Regions from separate parts of the Zea mays genome. Here region 1 is linked to region 2. The links are chromatin contacts, called in public Hi-C maps. All regions are on one chromosome and are shown on one strand. Each heading gives the region's core, a stretch centred on a gene start, on an enhancer-like site or on the middle of the called end of the contact. The rest is flanking DNA. Distances are from core to core; before and after follow the strand shown. Region 1 holds the start of LOC100277065. Region 2 has its middle 64 kb from the start of LOC100381684.

Region 1 (6,574 bases), core at 1,150-3,649, 250 kb before region 2:
GATTGGTTTTGATGTTCATGATATTGTGCTTTAAGTTTAATAACTTATGCAACAATTTTGGCAAATGCATCGTTCCATGTGGAAATAAGGAACACATGATACCATCATGTATATGTGTCTATTAGACCCATGAAATACTTGAAGGGTCTAGACAAAGATTGAATGGGACCACATATGTCACATTGAATGTGTTCAAGGGACTTTAAAGGTTTGTCATAAATTTTGAGGTAAGAGGGCCTTAAAATTAGTTTCTAGTGGCCATGTGGTGCACACAAAATTTAAGGATTAGATAATTTTGGGATCACATAAAGTGTGAACAATAGACTTGCTTATAATTTTCCTTATCATCCCTACATGAGGATACCCAAGGCAATCGTGCCATGTTTGAAACATGTTAACATTCTAGAAAATTACCTTGTAAGGACTTATGGTACAAGCTTGATAGAAGATCAAGCCGTGTCTTGATATTGGAGCAAGCAAGAGCTTGGAATCCACCTCAACGTGGACTAGGGGTGATGGGCAAATCACCGAAACATGGGAAAAATATGGCTTTTTACTCGTTCTCTTGCAATAGCTTATGACTAGTGAATTGTTGTTTATTGTTAGTATTGTTATTGTTGTTCCTTCTAGGTTTCTTACTTATCTTAGCTAGAGAATTTATATATATTGTCATATTGATTAAATTTCTCTAGTGTTTGTGATTTTAGTCAAAACTGTTTATCCACCCTCCTCTAGCCGGTGTCCTAGATCTTACACCGACTCCTCTAGCCGGTGTCACCGATGCCTTATGTTTCGACAAATGAATTAGCTCTCGTTGTTATATTAATGAAAACTTTGTAAAAAAGCAAAAACAGCTCGGACGCTACGTTTAACCATATGTCCATCAACCATCAAACCATCGTCAGTATACAGCCGACTGACCCGTACAACATCGTGCAGCTACTAATGTGCGACAAAACTCACATCCAAACGAGTCTGTTGACATAAAGGGATACATCCAAACGGGAAAAATATCCTTGCTACAACAAACATGATCGTCTTTGGCCTTTTGTCCATTACGAGTGATTGTAAACATAAACCAGTATGGATAGTGATCGTGGGTTCTGAAATTCGATCGTTTCAAGCTCCTGAAACGCATCGTCTTTCTCTAGGTGGTGTGTACTGTTGTTTGAAGGGCAGTTGTCGATCACAGCATGAATCCACCGTCCATCACATATTTGATGTCGTCGACGCGTAGTACCATAGTGACGTCAATCCTTACAACACAAGTGGAACAGTAGTCAGACGAATGACGAGGAGCGTGGAAATCTGACAGCGTGTGGGCACGCAAACGGTTTGTACGTGTTGTACGTACCTGAGGCGAGGATGGCCCAGCGAAGCGCGGCGACAGCGGGCAGCGTGGCGGCGACCGACCGTGCTGCGTCGGCCGAGGAGTCGCAGTTGGAGGTGGAGTTCCAGTCCCCGCAGAGGCACAGGTCGGCGTGGCTCTCCGTGTCATGGCCACACGCCCCGCCCGTGGCGCGGCACGCGCCGCAGAATCCGCGGTTGGACTCGGGCAGCGTCCACGACACCCGGATCCCGTACGCCCAGCCCGCGGCGGCGCCCTCGGCGCGCACGGGCGCGAGGCTGTACGCGCTGCTGTACCCCTCGCACTCGAGCCGGCTGACGTTCACCGCCCGGATGGCACCCCAGGGCAGCGCGCAGCACTCGGGCGGTTGCCCCGCGGCGTCGCCCGACGACGGGCCCCGCCGCCCGCCGCCGCCGGCGTAGTAGTCGTCCCAGGCGAGGCAGCCGAGGTAGTCTCCGCACCCCATCCCAGACACGTTCCGGCAGGGGAGGTGGCGGTCGGGGAAGCCCTGGAACAGCGGCGAGGTGGCTCGGCAGCCTAGGAGGAGGAACACGTTGTCCGGGTCCGGCGACAGGTACGGCTCCCGCCACGGCTCGAGGACGAAGCCGTTGCCCCGCCCAGCCGGGGCGAGGTCCAGCGCGCGGCAGTCGGACATGGCCGGGTCGTGCAGGGTCAGGCCCCGGTACGCGTAGTCGACGTCGACCACGCGGTAGGAGCCCGAGGGGAGGTGGAGCATCAGCGCGCCGTTGATGCAGAAGAGCAGGTCCCGCAGCCCCGCGTGGCCGCATCCGGGGTGCAGCGCGAACGGGTAGTCCACCGTGATGTTGCCGCAGAACGACCGGCACGTAGTGATCGGTACGTTCGCGGCCGCGACGACGGAGCCCGCCGGCGGCATCGTGGTGGTGCACGCGCATAGCAGAGCGAGCAACGCGGCCAGGTAGCGACGCGGCGGCGCCATTGCCTTGCCCCGGTGCGAGCAAGATGCCAAAGTGGAAGCGGGGAGTGGCAGGAATTGAACACCTACAGAGGGCCTTGGGGCCGGGTGTGCTATGAACAGATCGATTCGTTGCTTCCTTTGGAAGAGGGAGAGTTGGGCAGCATCATTTGCTTTTCGTTACCGACGTTTTGCCTTTACCTTTCTTTTGATTTTGTTTAATGCCACACACAGCTTCATCGTGTGCCCTACTAGCACTGGCACAGTAGCTCTGACTACGCTCCGCTGCTCTTGAAAACGAGATCGGCGCCTGAAAGGACGAGAATGCAGCCGCCGCCGCTTTGAGCGAGGCCGTCTTTCGTCAGCTTCTGTATAGCACGGAAAACAAATGAAATGATCGATCTGGGATCAGATCATGGAAAGCTGTGCTCCCTCGCTTCTTTCGATAAATAAAGAGGAGGAGAATCCGGCCCTTTCTCTTTTCTCCCTTCTCTAGAATAGAATAAAAAAGGTCACCGTGGCCCGTGGGCTGTGATTTGTGAACGAGAAGATCCCTAGAAGGCTAGAACAGTGTGAGAGGAAAGGAATATGGTCTCCGCCACTACAGTGTCACTTCCCCAACCTCTTTTGTCCGTTACATCACACACCCAAAGAAGCTGTCCACGCCGCAATGCAGCGGTGGCGCTCACAGCACGCCGAACATCACCAGGAGGAACGGCAACGCACACGCCCTTTCGCACCCAGGAGCTGGAGGCGCCCCTGGATCCGGGATCCGACCCGGAGTACCAGGACTTCCAGTTTCGGTTCATCCCGGAGGTGTTCGAACTCCAGATGGGCGGCGCGACGGGGTGAGGAATGGAGACGGCAAGGTAACGGCGGAGAAGGTTCTTGGGTTCGAGTTCGACAAGGTCAGGATCAGCATTGCGTCCAGCGACGACGAGGCGGACGGAGACGCGCCGCCGAGGAGCTCCTTCTCCGGGGCGAGCCACCCGCCGGAGCCGGTGGACGAGATAGACACCGTCTTTGTCGCTGTCGACGGCCGGGAGAAGCCGGTCCCGAAGCCAATCATCTCGTGGGACGCGTCTCCGCTGCCGAGCGGCGCGGCAAGCCCGCACAGCAGCATCGACAGCTCCGGCGCCGCCGTCACCACCGTGACAAGCCTCGCGCCGAGCTGCACCGTCACCAGAAAGAAAGAAACCTGATAGTTACAGGCCGGATAATGCAACGTCTAAGATATTTCTCCCCCTAACCTTGCAAATCTCAAAGTCACCTTAAACTAATTTCATGAACACATTTCTAAAACGATGAATTTGGTAAGGGCTTCGTGAATAAATTATTGAGATTATCACATAATTTGGTTTACATGATGTTTACTTCACCCTTTTTTTAATTTATGGGATAAAACAACTTAGGACAAATATATTTGTTATGTTGTTCTTGATGTAGTCTGTCTATATTTGTGTAACACAAGCAGAATTGTCTTCATGGATATCAGTGAGTGAATCGATGGCACAAATGCCACATGATTGTTGTATGTGGTTGATCATTCTGTGAAGCCAAACACATTCACGTAAAAGCCTTATATAGTGCAATTATTTCACGGTGATTTCTTGAGGTAGTCACTTGAAGACTTCCATGAAATAGTTGTTCCTTCATGTAAGCCTATATGTGATAGGCCATTATGGGATCATATAAATAGCAAGAATTAGTGTATCTAACCTTATTATAATTTGGGTTACTATGGAAAAATAATAGAAGATCTCGTGTACCATTTAAATACATGGCCAATCATCATTGTTAGTTTATCCCTTTTGTAGAAGGAACTCACTAAGTCAGTTATACCACAATCTCTCCAACTACTTAAGCCATAAAGTGAGTTTTGAAGCTTTACATAATATATGTTTGAATTTGTGTTTGGTTATGGTATAAAGATTCTATTAGAAACCCTCATATATATGTTTAAATCAAGTGATCCATAAAGATATAGAGTCAATGTTATATGATTTTGAACAGTCAAAGGTATAACATATCAGAATGTTATTCCATTCATACTTAGAGAATATATTTTATTAAAATAACATTGGGTCTCTGTCGGTGTTTATGACCCGACCGCGCACCACGGGGTTCCCCACATGATGCTTTTAGGCAGGACGACATCATTGATTTTGACTTGATGGTATGTGCGAGTGCACGTCAGATCACACAAGAGTTTATACAGGTTCGGCCGCTGGAATGCATAACACCCTAATTCCTGTCGAGGCTGAGTGTTTGAGTATTACTGAAAGGGAAATGGCCTCAACATTTCCTATAATCGATTTTGGTGTTTGACGTACATCACAAACCATGTGGACTAACTAGTTTTTCTAGTCAATATTTTTCTCAGGTGCATAAAGTTCATATACACATACAAAGAAAATGACAGTGGGACAATTCTACAAGTTTGGAGCACAACAGACTTGCTGCAGCCAGTGGCGCACCGGACTGTTCGGTGCCCTGGATGGAGCACTCCGCGAACTGGTTGCTCTCGAGTTTTCTCGGAGCTCGTCCACTAAAAATCACCAGACTGTTCGGTGTGTCCTCGGAGCAACGATCGACTCCACCAACGGTCGACTGCGGAACTGCGCCCGTAGTCTGCAGTGCCAGAAGTCAGAAGACAGTCTGCGACAATAGGTCGCAACGGACTGTCCGTTGCACCAAAAGGACAGAAGTCTTCAACGGTCAACAGCTCCATACCTCAACGGTCAGCTGACGTGGCATGCACCGGACAGTGAACAGTACTATGTCCGATGCACCATCGAACTATCCGATGTGCCCATCGACAGAGAAATCAGCCAACGACTAGAATAGTGGTTGGGGCTATAAATATCCCCCAACCACCACCATTCAAGCCATCCAAGCATCCCACTCTCTTCATTCAATACAAGAGCAAATAATACACTCCAAAGACACATTCAAAGCCATTTGATCCTCTCCAAGTTCCATAATCAAGTCAAGTGATCAAAAGTGTTTAGTGACTTGAGAGAGGGTGATTCGTGTTTCTTTTGTTGCTCTTGTTGTTTGGTTGCTTTCTTCATCTCTCTCTAATCTTTTCAAGTGACTTGTAAAGCAAGCAAGAGACACCTAATTGTGTGGTGATCCTTGCGGGGTCTTAGTGACCCGTGAGATTACGAAGAAGCACTCGACCGGTCTAAGTGACTGATTGAGAGAGGGAAAGGGTTGAAATAGACCCAGCCTTTGTGGCCTCCTCAATGGGGAGTAGGTTCTTTGGAACCAAACCTCAGGAAACAACTCCTCGCGTCCACTTGTGTTGATCTTCACCATTCGATTTGTTTCTCCCCTCTCCACTCTCTCTAAAGTTCTCTTGCTCACATTGTTTTGAGTTTGCTCCCAAAGTTATCCGCATTAATTGAGCAACTCATAGCAAGAGGAACTATCTTCCACACTCGAATTCACTATTATTTATTTCTAACCCTAACCCCGGGTGAAGTGTGTGTTCAAAGTTTATAATTTTCAGGTTTTGCCTATTCACCCCCCTCTAGGCGACTTTCAATTACTAGTGTACACAGGTTACAGATGAACTATGGGCGGTGGAGGGTGAATTCTCCTATCGATCTAGTGGTGGCATAGTTGCTATGAAAAGGCTAATGAGCTATGAGGTGGTGATGGGATGTGACGAGATGAGATGCATTCATAGGGGTACCCCTCGACCTTATATAGATGACCAGAGGATTATCCTTTTACAAGTCATGATGACTATCTAACTGTATCTGTTTCTATCCACGACATGCATTCCTATTTATCCGGAGTTTAGTTGTCCTTCACCCGAGTTATCTCTGAGTATCTAGCTTTTCGGGTATGCTCAACCTCCCTGCCCAAGGTATCAACGTTCCTTCTGTGCATAACTCGATCGTCTCGTATTTGTCTCTCTGGGTCAAGCTCATCTAGCCTGGTTACGGCCCGAGGGCATGCCTTGATAGGCAAGTCATCAGGAGGCCCATCAAGCGACCCAAGGAGCGTTTCAGCGCTCCTATCTGAGGTCAGCCTCAGGCGAGTCGTGACTGCATTCCTGCCCGAGGTTGGCCGGTCGAGTCGTGACTGCTTCTCCCGCCCAGAGCTAGCCTCGAGCGACTCGGAACAACTTCTATAGGTTCAATTGATTTTATCAATTGCTTCAAAGAAATAAATGTCAATAATTGTAGACTTTCTATCGTAGATTCTACATGTTCAATGTAATTGATGGAAATTTTATATACCTTTATCATGTAACATTATTTAACAAAATGATTGCATCA
Region 2 (6,574 bases), core at 295-2,794:
AAGATTTCATTCATGCTTGAATGCAATTTTGTTAAGTCTGGGCGAAGTAATATTCTTGTCAAAGAGCTTAAAGCTTACCCTTGTAACAAGGATAATGTAAGGCCCAAAATTTGTATAAAAATAATAATAAAATAAATATATGAAGAAATAAATTAGCAAATTCAGATATCTCAAATTATACTTGAGTGTTGAAAGTTGAGGACTGGATTTTTGAAAATCAAGAATTATTTTAGAAAAGAAGTAATAGAAAAGTTCTCAATTCAACTAAATGATTAGGCATATCATTAAATGATGCACCATAAGCATTTATTTACATGAATATTTAATTTTAAAGTAACTTTTACTTCTTATCTCACATTCAAAATGCTATTTCTCTAAAAAGAAAAGAAAACAATAGGAGTGTGTTTCATATTTCTAACATCTATCAAATAAATAAAATAATTAAAATAAACATATATCTATTGCATTATGTTGGAGTTTATTTATGTGTGCATTTAACAATAATAATAATAATGTTAGTAGAAATATATTAATGTTCACATTTGGAATTTAGATGTAATTTACAAACTAGAATTTGGAGAAAGAGAAGGAAGATGCTATACAATACAAAGAAATTACATATATAAATAAATAAACCTTTCTCATAATGGTATTTGAATTTGTGTATTTTATCTGAGTAAGAATTTGGCAACACAAATTTCAATTTGAATTTGAAATCCAAAGCAAAGAGAAATAAAAACAAAAAAAGAAAAGAAATAGAAAAGAACCTACCTGGGCCTCGGAGCTCCATTCGGCCCACTCCACTCTCTTCCCCGCACCAGCCCAGTTGCGCTCACATCTTGTGCTATTGATGGGCTGTAACGCCCAAAATCCTGATTTTGGGGACTAGTAACAGGAATCAAAGTAAAGTGCCCCTAATGAATAGGTATACTTTGGAATCCACCTTTTTCTAAAAATAAATAGAAACTTTAAACAATATTAGTTAAGGTAAAACAGAAATAAAAATTCAGTTTGTAAATTTCAAGAAATAATGAAAAGGGCTTCAATTTATTAGAATGAATTATCCCCTTCTAAGACTGTATATAAAATATTCTTTTATGTGTTAAAGTAACTCATGATAGAAAGAATATACATTATTTTCTCCTAAAATAATCAAGTAATGAATATTCACTTTAAATGAAATTTTAACTAAAACACTTAAACCATATTTTCTTAAAAAACATTTCATGTGTGCATTGCATATTTAAAATAATTTCCCAAATAACGGGGTAAGATAATCAATAAAAAATACTTGCATCTCATGTTGGATATTTTGTCTATTTGTTGTGAATTTTATCAAAGTCTAAAACCTGGAATAAAAATTTGAAGTTGGGATTTAAAACTGAAATCGGAAAATGAGAAACAAAAAAAAGATAAAACTACTACTCCAGACGTACCACATTGGAGACGTGAATTTCCACTTTCTTTATTCAACTAGACGGAGCTTATGTCATGCTGATGCAAGTAGTGACGTCATCATGCAAATTCAGGTCAGCATGTTGGCGAGTGCGCGTGGGGCTCCTGTTGCTCACGTCATCGTTCATCTCGTGCAGCGAAACGGACATCAACAGAAGCTCCAGAGATCGTAACAACCCGAGTAGTTGTAACCACCTAACTGACATCCGCCTCGGCCGGGACTCGACACCTTTGGTGTATTTATACGACCAGCCGAGCCATCCCTCCCAATCCCCAGTTCTTCCAAAAAACGTTGTTTTCTGCATCCTCATGCAAGCGCCATTATGGGAGAGAGCGAAGAGAGACCGCCAGGAGAGAGTAGATGGCCACCGCCGTGCTTGTCTCGGTTTCCCCCGCGATTGATTATGGTGCGGAGTCCTAGGGTATTCGCAGCACCATAGGCGCCCGGGAACTTTCCTGTGCTTGTGCCGTTTGGTGGACCGGGCCTCCTCGCCGCAGCACGACAGCCGGGAAGAAAGCTCCGCCGCGGTGCAGCTCGTTGTGCTGTTGCCTTGGCGCATGGATGCTCGGGATGCTTCGTTGAATGCCTGCGGAATTGCCCATGTGGGAGTTGGGCTCGTGGTCTCGGGCAGTGGTGCTCCGACGGGCAGCTTCGCCATGGTGGCAGGCGCGCTGCTATCTGGCTTAGTCGGAGGGGAGGATGAAGATGACTCTTGGGCCGTCGATCAGGAAATGCGCGGCTCAGATCATATGGTCGAGGTAACGTTTCGCTCGAGCTTATCCTATGCGTAGGATCTGGATCGTGTGGTTAATCTCGCGCACCGGTTTATAAAGTGCCCAAATCCAATCTGCACCATTGGGTCTAATCTGAGCGGTTTGCGTTCACTTGTACCCCTTCGGTCGGGGATTATGCGAAAGAGACCCTGCCATTTTCAGAAATAAACCCGCCATCCTCGCTTGTTGAAAACTATTACAGTTTGTCCCGAAAATCTTGTGCAGAGCATCGTGGACTTTGTCAAAATAGTGTCCCCGATCTAGAATTAATAGAGAAATTCATAATTAAATCATAAAATGAATTGTTAATATAAAAATAAATCCAGAAACTTATTTAATTCATAGAAAATCCATTCTAACTCTTATTTGATCCGTTCAAGTTGTGTTGGTCTCGTATAAGTATGTACTATGCCATAACAACATTTATTATACCATGTCTTATTACTATATAATTAGATCTCCATTTAACTTATGTTGGTTAATCTGCTTATCATTATAATTCACTAGAATATAATTTATGGTCAATTTATAACTTAGATTAAAGTTGAAATAATTATTTATGGAATAACCTCTCATATTATTTATACTAACCAAATTATAATATAGTTTGACATTTAAATCACATAGATCTTTTATAAACCATAACTCCTTAACTTGACTCCGATTTTAGTGGTTCTCGAACCCACAATCTCGTTACAACGCGTAGATCATTATTATGCAATTTATTCTTATGTTTGGTGTGATGTCAATTTTGTCCATACTATGTTTGTTTGTATTGCTACGACTAGCGCGAGGTCACGTGTCATCTGAAGAGCAAGTTGGTACCTGGAATCTCAAGTGACAGGCAAATTGTGCCCTTGATCACTTCTTATTACCCAGTCATGTTCTGATTAATCATAATGATCTGCATAGGTTAATTTTGATGGGACCCAATAGGTTACCCTAGTTTGACTATCTTTATACCTTGTTCACCACTGATTTTTGGGTAGTACATGCTATTGCTTTATGTGGTTTTGGGTATAGAGATATTCATTACTCATGATTACACTTTTTATTATCTGTTCATTATTTACTGTTCATGATAAGATCATTATGTTAATGGGAACATGGAGAACCACCCGGGAAAACAGTGCTACCACAAGGGTTTAATGGGACGCCCTTGGCTGATTAACTAGGAAAGCTAGTGGATGACTACCTTACCCGAAAGGGGCAAGGGCAGTAGGGGAGTGGTCAGTGTAGGGAGGTCCTTGGATGATTTTGTTGCGATGGCGGTGAGGCGAGGGATTCCTGCACTGGAGCTTCCTATAAACTGTAGCGAGTTTTCTAAAGCTAGTGGAACTTTGTTAAGGCCTCGTAGTGTTACCCTGCCTCGCCTCCTCGGTAGAGGTGTATGGGATTGGCCGTCTCTTGGCAGATGGGTAACATGACTTGTGGGTAAAGATGCGCAACCTCTGCAGAGTGTAAAACTGGTATACTAGCCGTGCTCACGGTCATGAGCAGCTTGGACACTCACATGATTAATTTATGGAACTAAATTCAATTTGTCATATGCATTGCATCGCAGGTGATGTTGTTGTTACTTTTGTTCTACTACTTAATTAGGTTGGTATTTACTTATACTTAGTAATTGCTAATAAAATTTTGACCAACTTTAAAAACAATGCTTAGCTTTAGCCATCCTCTTTGGTAAGCCTTACACTTCACGTGAGCTCCCACCTTTGGCGAGTTCATGCACATTATTCCCCACAACTTGTTGAGCGATGAACGTATGTGAGCTCACTCTTGCTGTCTCACACCCCACATAGGTCAAGAACAAGTACCACAGGATGAGGCGCATGGAGGATGCTGTGACGAGTTCGTGAGAGGTCTAGGTCGTCGTCTCCCAGTCAACTTTGGGTTGCTGGACCGTCGTCTCCTTATAATGTAATCATTTATTTATTTTGTACAGAACTCCTATTATATAGTAAAGATGTGACATTCGATCTTGTGCCATGATTCATCATATGTGTGAGACTTGGTCCCAACACAACTGGTGATTGTTCGTGCCCGGGTCTTGGTGCCCCGAAACCCGGGTGTGACAGAAGTGGTATCAGAGGAATGTTGACTGTAGGACAAAACCTAGATAGAACTGGACAACCATTATCTACTTACCTTTGCTACTCTGATCTTTTCTAAACTCTTCTTAATCTTTTCTCATCTATTTCTGCTTTACTCTGATTACTCTTATCTTTTCTTTTCTAAAGACAAATGTGGATTTCACACTTTGAAATCTGGTGCCTAAAGTGACTTTTAGGAATAGGAGACCTACTCTTAGGAACAAAAAAAACAAAACTATTTTTTTATCTATATGCTTGAATGTTTGTTCTTGTGATACATGTCTGATTTGGATCTTTGATTGAGTGTGATGAGTTGTGGAGTAATATCCACAATTGCATCTAAATACATAGAGACAAAAATATATTTAGAAAGATAGATTATCACCCATTGAAAAAGAATAGATCTATCTTATAGACCCATCTTACCTTAAAAGGATTCTATCTTCTCATTCCAACCTGTCCTAACCACTTTGATTATCTCATTCTAAAGTAACAAGCATGATCTAGTCCGAAATAAATTAAGTAGATCTTATCTAGTCTAATCTAGTGATATCAATTTAATCTAGATCCAATCTAAGTTAATGTGATCTTGGGGGACCAGATCTAATCTAAATAATATAATTACCAGATTAGTTAGTACTAGTGAAATAGATTAGACCTTATTCATATAAATAGGTGTTAACCTAAACTGGTGCCCTAAGACTAGTTTGGCCATATACAACCACTTGACCTACATAATAGGTTACATAACTTATCCAACCAATCTAGAAGCAAACAACCAAACTAAGTCAGGCCAATCCCATTTAACTCTTAGTCACCTACTAAACTAGCGGCTCTACCTATTTGTCACCTACAAATCTGTCTTAACCACATGTTCCTATCCGGGAAGAAAGACACCAAGGTCTGAAAAGAGTGCTCAACCTCGACAAGGGAGGAGATGAGTCAAATCCAACCTCAAGAGGAATCAAGATCCATAGTTCAGGATGTAGTCTTCTCTTATTAAACTCTTCCTTGCCACGGCCTATACTTACTATAACCGTAACTCATCTGACCTAATAAGATGACTAGGCATACTATGTCCATATTTTCCTAATCATCTACTAGCTAGTATTTAAGAACTTTGGACAAAACTATTGGTCCCTAAACCATATGGGAAACTAAATTTTAAACCAAACTTGTTGCATCCCTTTCCTTACTAATCTCGAGGACGAGATTATTTTTAAAGGGGGTAGAGTTTGTAACGCCCAAAATCCTAATTTTGGGGACTAGTAACAGGAATCAAAGTAAAGTGTCCCTAATGAATAGTTATACTTTGGAATCCACCTTTTTCTAAAAATAAATAGAAACATTAAAACAATATTAGTTAAGGTAAAATAGAAATAGAAATTCAGTTTGTAAATTTCAAGAAATAATAAAAAGAGCTTCAATTTATTAGAATGAATTATCCCCTTCTAGGACTGTATATAAAATATTCTTTTACGTGTTAAAGTAACTCATGATAGAAAAAATATACATTATTTTCTCCTAAAATAATCAAGTAATGAATATTCACTTTAAATGAAATTTTAACTAAAATAATTAAAACCATATTTTCTTAAAAATAAACATTTCATGTGTGCATTGCATATTTGAAATAATTTCCCAAATAACGGGGTAAGATAATTAATAAAAAATACTTGCATCTCATGCTGGATATTTTGTCTATTTGTTGTGAATTTTATCAAAGTCTAAAACATAGAATAAAAATTTGAAGTTGGGATTTAAAACTGAAATCGGAAAATGAGAAAAAAAAGATAAAACTACTACTCCAGACGTACCACATTGGAGACGTGAATTTCCACTTTCTTTATTCACCTAGACGGAGCTTATGTCATGCTGATGCAAGGACATCATCATGCAAATTCAGGCCAGCACATTGCGGAGTGCGCGTGGGGCTCCTGTTGCTCACGTCGTGATTCATCTCATGCTGCGAAACGGACATCAATAGAAGCTCCAGAGATCGTAACAACCCGAGTAGTTGTAACCACCTAACTGACGTCCCCCTTGGCCAGGACTCGGCACCTTCGGTGTATTTATACGACAGCCGAGCCATCCCTCCCAATCCCTAGTTCTTCCAAAAAAACGTTGTTTTTTGCATCCTCATGCAAGGGCCATTATAGGAGAGAGCGAAGAGAGACCGCCAGGATAGAGTAGATGGCCACCGCCGTGGTCGTCTCGGTTTCCCCCGCGATTGATTATGGTGCGGAGTC

What was found. Hi-C and Micro-C count contacts between places; a contact is called where the count stands out from the background.
Region 1: a Hi-C map of bundle sheath shows a contact between it and region 2, with 1.9 times the contacts expected there. The contact joins the promoter of LOC100277065 here to the enhancer-like site in region 2. A contact is called at or near these places in 2 of 25 Hi-C or Micro-C datasets (bundle sheath and endosperm).

What each region holds. Positions count from the first base shown.
Region 1 is chr1:95,280,497-95,287,070 of Zm-B73-REFERENCE-NAM-5.0, reverse strand. It overlaps LOC100277065, which reads right to left and starts at 2,399. Exons shown (of 2, transcript NM_001150732.2): 1 at 1,355-2,399; 2 at 868-1,256. The coding sequence starts at 2,306. The coding sequence ends at 1,210.
Region 2 is chr1:95,033,846-95,040,419 of Zm-B73-REFERENCE-NAM-5.0, reverse strand. No RefSeq gene overlaps it. Among protein-coding and RNA genes, the nearest start is that of LOC100381684, 64 kb to the left of the region's middle. Within about 2 kb of position 1,544, at least 17 of the 20 cell types and tissues checked have an H3K27ac peak or open chromatin away from gene starts, as enhancers often do. A contact at or near this core is called in bundle sheath, where this site is marked.